Linked DNA regions of Arabidopsis thaliana: region 1 is linked to region 2. The links are chromatin contacts, called in public capture Hi-C maps. All regions are on one chromosome and are shown on one strand. The core of a region is the stretch at or near the end of the contact, and the rest is flanking DNA. Distances in the headings are between cores, read along the strand shown.

Region 1 (5,034 bases), core at 523-3,022, 90 kb before region 2:
GTTACACCCCCTTCAAAATAGTCAAGAAAAAGTTTAGAATATTGAACGAAAGGAAAAATAAAAGAATTAGCTAGGACCGAGTTTCTATGACCTAGAACTAAAACTCCCGTTACATACTTATATCAAAGAAACGAGCTAGAAAAAACATTAGAGAAATGTAAAATATATCTCTCTCTTTTTGGTTAACCAAGGTTTACTAATCCGATATACAAGAATGACATGCAAATAAACATAGGGTTAAGTTGTAAAGTAGTCAGATATTTAAACTTAATTATGGAATTGGGCAAATTACTATTTATAATTGGATTTTTAGTCACTAACCTTTGACCCTATTACAGACAAAATCAAATATACCCCATACCAACTCTATTATTTACAAATATGCCACTAATCTTCTTCTTCTCCAATGTCGTTGAAAGCAATTGGGATTTGTGCTTTTAGATTCAACATTTCTCTCTCCTCATACTCACATTCTTTGTATTTCTTTATATATATATATATATATATATATATATATATATATATATATATATATATTTATTTATTTTTTAATAACCTCTTCAATCTAATAATTGAAATGCTTATCAATGTAAATTTATTTTCTAAATTAATTCAGATACATAAAAATCTATATTTTTTCTCTATAATTTGATATGCATTTTGTTAATAATTTTAAATATATTATATAAACATTTTTATTAGTAGTCAGTACAGTTAATTATGTGTACAGATTTTTATTTATACAACTTATTTAATAAGTACAAATTGAAATCGTCCAGCCATAATTGGAAAAATAGTCATTTTACTATTCACAATTTGCAAAGTAGTCACTTTTAACTGTTTGATTCGTACACTTAGATCTGTACAACATTTTTTAGTGTACAGATGTAAGTGTACGTTGTGTATATTTATATATATATATATACACTAAAAATATTGTACAGGTCTAAGTGTACGAATCAACAGTGAAAAGTGACTACTGATAATTGTATACTCCATACAATTATATACTCTGTACAGCTAATGCAACGTACAAAATAAAGTCTGTACACATAATTAAGTGTACCGACTACTGATAAAATGTCTGTAATATATTAAAAATATTAACAAAATGCATATCAAATTATAAAGAAAAATACATAGATTTTTATGTATATGAATTAGTTTAGAAAATAAATTTATATTGATAAGTATTTCAATTATTAAATTGGAGGGGTTATTAAAAAGAAATAAAAAAAAAAAGAATATTTCACTTTTATCTTTCTTCTCTGTCAAAAGGATAGTTCGGTAATTTCAAAACACATCACTTACCCCACCCCAAACTTCTATTTCACGCTCGTCTATTACACGCCCAAAGTGAGTTACATGTTTTGTCAAGTGTAAATAGTAACTTGCCCAACTCCATAATTATGTTTTCAAAAGTGACTAATTTGCCAACACACCTATAAACATATCGTTTTACAAAACGAAACGACGTCTTATGAAATTAAAAAATAGAAAAATAAGTTTTGATTAATTATAGGTGATAGTATTATTGAATCATTGATGTGTGAAGTGTGAACAAGTCTAACTTTAGAGACCAGGTAGGTCCACTTTCTTTTTGAATTTTGGGAACTCTTAAGACAAGCAATGTCTTTATCCGCTTTCGGTGTGTCGAGTTATTTTTTCTTCTGAATATTAACGGCACTGACTATTATAATACTGTTTGTTTATTCTACAGAAAAATTCATCAACATATTTTAAGCTATGATTAAATTTGCCTCACAAAGTTTCGCAACCTTTGTGCTATAAATATCATTCACCCCACAACCATTCAACACTCTACCAACCTTCTCTTCTTCTCTCCGATCTTAATCACTCTCCTAATCAATACTCACTAATAACTTTTTTTTTTTTTTGGTCTTGTATAGCTAATAAGTCAGAGAACCCTTTTCCTCAGTCAGACTCTTTGACCCGCAGCAATTAGCTCTTCCACCAACTGCTCTTCGTTATTTCTGAATTGTACCTTAAGTTTGTTTCTATTTTTTTTCTTAGGTGTTAGATATATTTTTAAAAAGAGAATTTTGGATAATTCGTTTTTTTTTTTGTAAACATACAATCTCTTTCAGACAATGATATTGTCACAAAAAGGATGCAATCAAAGTGAGTTGCAACTTATTTTCAAAAACAAATTGAATGTCGAAAAAAGTTTATATTTTTAGATTTTCCAAATAGTCAATAGATATTTAGTTAAATATTAGCTTTCGACAACTCTCTTGTGTCGCAAGCTACAAGTGTGAATTTTGCAAATGGGGAGTTCATGTTTGCCTCCAGGATTTAGATTTCATCCAACTGATGAAGAGCTCATAGGCTACTACTTGAGTAGAAAAATAGAAGGTCTCGAGATTGAGCTTGAAGTCATTCCTGTTATCGACTTATACAAATTTGATCCTTGGGAGTTGCCAGGTAATTTGAAAAGGAAAACAATTAGATTTTTATCCATAAATTTATATTTAAATAAAACTAAATTTGTTTGATTTTATCTTTGAATTTTAGGTAAATCTTTCCTTCCAAATAGAGATTTGGAATGGTTCTTTTTCTGTCCAAGAGACAAAAAATATGCAAACGGTTCTCGAACCAATAGGGCTACAAAAGCGGGTTATTGGAAAGCAACTGGTAAAGACCGGAAAATCACTTGTAAATCATCGCATGTTATAGCTGGATACCGAAAAACCTTAGTTTTCTATGAAGGTCGTGCCCCATTAGGCGACAGAACTAATTGGTTTATGCATGAATATCGTCTATGCGATATTGATGATCATTCACAAAAATCACCAAATTTCAAGGTAAGAAAATTAGAGTTCGTTTCATTTGATCCAACTTCATAATATTCATTTTTATGAACTAATGGAACGAAGCCTAAAAACCATATATATGTTTGAATTTTAGGGAGCTTTTGCGTTATGTCGCGTAGTTAAGAAGAATGAACTGAAGAAAAATTCGAAAAGTTTGAAAAATAAAAACGAACAAGACATTGGTTCTTGTTACTCTAGCCTCGCGACCTCTCCTTGTCGCGATGAAGCGTCGCAGATTCAATCGTTCAAGCCTTCTTCTACTACAAACGACTCTTCAAGCATTTGGATTTCTCCTGATTTCATCCTTGATTCGTCAAAGGTACCTACATCTATTATCTAAACCAAAATAGTTTTTGTATAGACAGTAGTGGTCTGATATGTGTTTTTGGTTTTGTGATTTTAAATATAGGATTATCCTCAGATTAAGGAGGTTGCTTCTGAGTGCTTTCCCAACTACCATTTTCCGGTCACCACGGCAAACCACCACGTGGAATTTCCGGTGAGCTCTTGTTATTTCAATGTGGACCAGGACATTGATCAGTCGATGCAAACCGGTTATTGGACAAATTATGAAAATGACCAAACCGGTTCATTTGACTACTCAAACCTTTTTTAGCTACAAGAAATGTTGGTTCGTTCTTAGGACAAAAACGCCTTTTAACGTTGGTGTCTTGGAACTTGGAAGAAGAAGAAGAACTAGTTGTGAACGTCTATCATTTTCTTTTGAGAATTTAATTATCTTACTCTTGGTTTTTATTTTAGTTTTATATATATTGTTTGCTAATATAAGGAATGAGTATAATAAATTCCTTATTTAAAGTTTTTTCGTATGAAGATTTACGTTATTATAGAGTCTTATTTTAATGTTCCGATACCTTTGATATGATATATGCAAAGAGAATCAATCATGTTCTTCTCAATCATTAATTGGACCAAACTTATATTATATAAAGCAACTTATGTAGAAGTCATAACAATCATTTGCATTAAAAATCCAATATTTTGTCTATAAAAGCAATAGTTTCGGGACCATTTTGACATTTCAAAAGTTTATGTAAACAAAATTCCATAAATATGCAGAGATTAAAATCAAAAACTATGTGACGCAGCAATTTGTTTACAGATGTATGAAAATCCCAAAAGCTTGCATTTCTCAATTGTTAGAGACCTTTCAAACAAAATTCTTTTTTCCATGAGCTTTCTACATTTCATTCTTTTAAAATTTATAAGAATATTTCTTCCTCTTGAAAATGATCTACGAAATACTTTTGATATATAGTCTATATGATTTACAAAATGTGAACAATATCAAATTGGGTCCATAGCTCAGTGATAGAGCAATTGACTGCAGATCAATAGGTCACCGGTTCGAACCCGGTTGGGCCCTTCCTTTTTTTGTTTTTTCTTTTTTTTCTGTTTTTCACTTTACAATTAAATTCCGGAAATTCAAATTGCCGGACCAGAAATAACCGGCCTTAAACATTACGACTGTATCTTTCTCCTTGTATTGTTTGTCTTAACCAGACATCTCAATTCATTACACAACGAAACACATAATAGTTTTTTCTATTCAAGAAACGATAATTTTCTTATTAGTAAATTCTGAAAACGAAGACACGAAAAGGAAAAAGCATCCGATTCCTAATTCCCATCATCGTAAAAAGGACAAACCGAATCATACCAAACCGAATCGAATCGCATCATCGACCCCTTATACCGATCGGTTTAGTCTAATCTAAAAAACTCAATTTATCGTCGTCGTTCGTTGCTTCATTCCGCGGCACCGACACTGATCGTAACATTCGCCGGGTTTTCGCATCGGACATCGTCAGCCGTCTGATCTCGCTTGTTATCATACTCCTTAAAACTTGCGATCCTTCCCAATTCCTCAACTTCTTCGATTACATTATCGAGCCTCGCCACCATTTCCACTAGCAACGACGCAAACGCCGCGAACGGTAATGCCTCCGAGAATTCGAGACTCGTCATCACCGCGATTTTGCTCAGCTGTGGCCGTAACATCCTCCTCTCTCCCGCCGCCGACATCTCTGAGTTACTGTTCTTGAACGATCTCCGGTACTCCATTAAAGCTGACGTGTCAGTCCTAAAGCTTGAAAGTGAAACGGCTCCGTTTTGGCCTTGACGTGAACCGGTTTCTGTAATTTTACGTGTACCGGTTTCGGTATTTTGAAGAGAAACG
Region 2 (4,793 bases), core at 2,246-4,745:
ATTTGTATATTTTAGTCCTTGGATGCAATATAAAAAGTTACTATATATTATACGATTTTGTTTATATATTTTCAGTGATAGCTGTATATATATTAATGTGTGTTTCCAACTAGTGTGGATGAAATTAAGTTTGATTTTGTACGGGTGATGATTGTTTTTTTTCTTCTTCTTCTCCTTTAGTTAAAATCTTCATATTAGATTCCAATGCTTATAATAATATAGCTAAATTGTTAATGATTTTATGGAATCTCGTATTGGTAGCAGACTTATTAAGTTATTAAACTGATGTGGTGTTGTGCTTATCTGTAAGAGAATTTTCTTTTGATTAATCAATTGAGCTTTTTATTTGAAAATTATATTCTTTGAAAAAAGTTCCTTAGTTATGCTACCTTCCTTCTGTATATTATATTCCTTTTTAAAATAATTACGACCAAGAGTATATTGGACATGTAATGCATGAGAATATTTGAGTTTTTTTTTGAAAGAAATATTATTTGAGTTTCAAATCCATTGTTGATCATATTAGGGAGACCAGATTTATGTTTCACTGTTTATTTTTGTAAAATTTTATTGCCTTTATATTAGCAAGTTTATATGCTTTGTATCTATGTCCATATTAAAATAGAACAAAGGCAACGTTTTTCTCTTACATAAAAAATAGTTCATGCAAGAAAACCCTCTAACAAAAAAGAAAAAGCTCATGTAAGAATTGCCTATCTAAGTTTTTGATCTTGCTATTGATTGCTATAAAGTCATTTGACTGATAATTTATTTGAAAAACTGGAAGCATAATTAGTATTGGTCAAAAACAAAAGTTATTTGCCTGATTATCTAATTTATATCAGTAGATACAGTAAAATACTCTACAGTTATACTTTTGTAGAATACATTGTCACAATCGAAAGAATGATGAATTAATTTGATATCAATATTGATTGCTACTTTGAGAATATATATATTAGCTTGAATAATCTGTCTTAAGGCATCATCGAACTTCAACAACATCTATAAGATCATTTTATTTTATCAACCTTACAGTTAGATTAACGGAAAAGCCTTTGGTTGTCAATGCAAGCCGGGGCAGTAGAGTTTTCAAAAAAAGTTTCGAAGATATCTCATTTTCTTCAATGTGACATTGTGATTTGTGATTATATACTACATATAAATGGATTCAATGACGTAGCGTTTTATATTGTTTTTTTTTTTTGTTAAATTATAGGGAAATAGATGATTTAAATTGCAGATTGTGCTCACTCGAGAATATTTTCAAATATTCTCACCTCACTCGAGAATATTTAGCCCTAGATGATTCAAATTGTGCTCTATCGATCTTAAAACTGCAAAGTATATATAGAATTCTTCACTATAGAAATCAGATAACGTATAAAACGATTTTGGGCCCTTCTCATAATAATCTCAAAAGCCGATAAATCTATAAATACATGCATCTGTGTATATATGTACGTAAACTATGTACACAAAACCAACAATACATGTATATAAACAAATTAAACAACACACACCAAATACATTCGTGTATGTATATGGATTTTAAAAAAGAATCACACACCAAAAATCTAGTCTCATTAGTCATTACTCTCACTAAAATCGAAACCCAAGCAAAGAAAATTCAGGTTCTGACTACTTTTATGGATATTTTTTTTGTTAGGCCCATAAACTTAATGCCAAGGCCCATGAAACCTGTTTGAGATGTGCATTCGAGTACATTTCTCCGAGTAAAGAAAACAAGTAGAGAACAGAGTTTTATGATTGATTGATCTTAAGTTCTTAACATTCTACATGATATATACACAAAGAGGCTGTTGAAATGCTCTGTTTTCATCATCATCATCGTATTGATCTTCATCTTCTATGCTTGTTTCTTGCCAATTAGGGTTGGAGTCACAGAGAGCACACCAATGAGACACAGAGTCGCCATGGAGCTGAAGTCATAGAGATCTCCCAATGATTTTAGCTCTCCAAGAGCAAGCCCAGCCTGGTCACAAAGTCAAACACATTTTCGTTAGATAATATTCAAACTCATTGAAACCATAAGACAAAAACCAGGAAGATGCATGAAAATTCTCATACCCGGACAGTGACAAATGCAGCAGGAATCAGACCGATGAATGTAGCTAGGAAGAAGATATGATAAGGAACATCAACAATTGGAGAAGCAACATTAATGAAAGTGTTAGGCAATGTTGGTGTTAGCCTCAAGAACAGCATATAATTCAGCAACCGATCTTTTCTTCTCGCAACCTAAAGAAACAAAACCCGCAAAAACTCTTTCAAAATTTCCTCGGAAACTTATATCGAAGAAAGCGCAATAAGATTGATTTGATTAGTTTTTCAAACCTGATCTTGGAAGAATACGAGCTTGTCAGGCCAAAGCGAGAAGAGTAAAGGTCTACCAATGAGCTTAGAGAGGAAATAACAAGAGGAAGCACCAGCTGTTGCAGTGGAGACAACAAGAGCCATTCCTTTGACAACTCCAAAGAGAGCACCAGCAAGCAAAGACATGAACACAGTTCCAGGAATCATGAACGTCTGCATAAAAACGTACACCAGACAATATCCAACAAGAACTTGAACTGTGTAATCACTTGTGTATATCTCAAGATTATCTCTGCATATCAAAACACTAAATGTTAGTAAATCAATCAATTCCAAAGCTCAATATGTTAAAAAATCAAAACTTTCTTCATGTTCTATATATAGATTCAAACATTGCCAATATTAGCAATAACCCTAACACGAGATTAGCTTTAGCTTCATGGTTCAAGCATATACAGATTCCAGAATCCTAAATTGGAAAGTCACGGTCTTTGAATCAAAGAATGAACATTTACTAAAAACCCAGAAATAATCAATACTAAAAACAATAAATTTACCTAAGAATCTGAAGATCTTCGAGATTACGAGGTAGCTTGAGAAAGCTGTAATCAGATTGAGGCATTGTGAGATAAACGCAAACAAGACCCAAAATAAACCCTAAAACGACGCCGGAAGCTGCCGTGACCTCCCAAAAGCTCAGAGAATATATCGGAGTCGGTAATTTCGCCGGCGCCGCCGGAACAACGCCGATCGTTGTTGTTGTTTCTCCTTCTTCTTTCTCCATCTCTCTTGTATCGATATCGAGAGAGAGAGAGATAGAAGAAAGGAGGGATAAATAGAAAGAGAAGTTTAAAAGCTTTTCCTTACACGAATCCTTTTCTCTGTCTCTGTCTCCTCGAAATCTGAATGACGGAGAAAGATTGAATTTGAAGGAGACGAAGGAAGAAAATAAATATAAAGGAATATTCGAATTTTGATTTTGAAGGATTTGTTTTTGGAATTTAATATGTAAATCTAAATTGAAAAATAAATAACAAAACTAATTTCTACCTTTAAAAGTTTTTTGCGGCCCTAATTGTTTCGTGGTTTATAAATTTAGCCCCGAGCTTTATATATATGCATGTCGTATACCCAAATTCGTTAACAATTAGGAAGTTTTATTTTACAGATCTATTTAAAAATTGTTTAAATTATGGCGATTCAAACTAAAGGTGACATAGTACATTTTAAAAAAAGTTATTATCTAAGTTATGATAAATTATTAGCTATAATATTCATAATCCATGTTACCTCCAATAGCTTCAAATACAGATGAATACATTATACATGATGACTTTAATTTTGTCCGTATTATTAGAAAATGTTTATGATTGGTACGCATAAGAATCACATATAAACAAAGTTAATTATAACCAAAGCTACATGATTCCTGCAAGCTATGGCTATGTAGATAATTAAATATTACAGTTGTTAGTATATAAATATAGCCAATTTAAAGAAAAAATCATACGCATGCAATATTACTTCTTTTTATATTATGGAGGATAATTTATTTGTTGAGTTAATAGTTAAATAAAAAATTAGCTCACTACTAATCTTAGTATATAGTATATACTTTTTAATTTAAATCAATACTAATCTTACTATATTATAATCAACATCGTAACCAACAAACAGTCAGCATTGTATCTTGAATCAGACTTCTCTAATTGTGAGTATTAACAATAAATCAACAATTCATTCTATATATAATACAATCAATTTTTGATTTGATAATTGATAGTGTGGTGCTTCGCCCACCGAATATGGCACATAACACGTTTAAACGAACATGTGAGCTTATAATTGCCTATGTTGCTTCACGACAAAAGTAAATTACATAGATATATGAAGAGAATATGTACTATACTTAATGCTGTAGAAGTAAAAGAAAAATAAGAACTTGAAGTAATAATACTATACTTAAAACTGAATTAATTCTGTAGCAGTGAAATGATAAAAAAATTCCTTGCCAAAAGATAATGGAAAACTACTCAAGTAAAATGCAAATCCGTTCGTGTTACGGCATTTGAGGGGATTAACATTATTGCAGAACTCCAAAAACGTCATTTGGATGTCAAAAGTTTTTGATCCACTAACAATCTAAATCCGTTATTATTACTATTATAATGATACAATTTGTATATATTAATAATAGATTTACAAACCTAGGTTGACCTCTGAAATATCTGTCACCTAATCAGTGTCGATGATTTTGAGGAAAGAAACATCATAACAAAAAAAAGTTGAGAAATTTGGGAGGGACAAATGTATGAATAGCGAGACAAATGTGTTGTGTTCTCTATTTCTTCTGTCACACAAGAAAAGACAACATCCTACAACGCATCGCATGCATTGTCTTTCAAACCCGCTCTATCAAAGGGAGGCTTTTACCGCTAACGAGACTAAGAGGTCTT

Evidence for each region. Capture Hi-C pulls out chosen DNA fragments and counts their contacts.
Region 1: a capture Hi-C map of seedling shows a contact between it and region 2, with 1.9 times the contacts expected there. A contact is called at or near these places in 1 of 26 Hi-C or Micro-C datasets (callus) and 1 of 3 other capture datasets (seedling).

What each region holds. Positions count from the first base shown.
Region 1 is chr4:9,977,293-9,982,326 of TAIR10.1, reverse strand. NAC071 (NAC domain containing protein 71) reads left to right here and starts at 1,772. Exons shown (of 4, transcript NM_001341249.1): 1 at 1,772-2,445; 2 at 2,536-2,825; 3 at 2,929-3,153; 4 at 3,244-3,624. The coding sequence starts at 2,289. The coding sequence ends at 3,450. It overlaps ALMT12 (aluminum-activated, malate transporter 12), which reads right to left. Exons shown (of 6, transcript NM_117907.4): 6 at 4,304-5,034. The coding sequence ends at 4,605. AT4G17975 (a tRNA gene) reads left to right here and starts at 4,150; the gene lies at 4,150-4,221.
Region 2 is chr4:9,889,753-9,894,545 of TAIR10.1, reverse strand. AT4G17790 (SNARE associated Golgi protein family) reads right to left here and starts at 3,495. Exons shown (of 4, transcript NM_117889.4): 1 at 2,895-3,495; 2 at 2,359-2,629; 3 at 2,092-2,262; 4 at 1,489-1,996. The coding sequence starts at 3,121. The coding sequence ends at 1,871.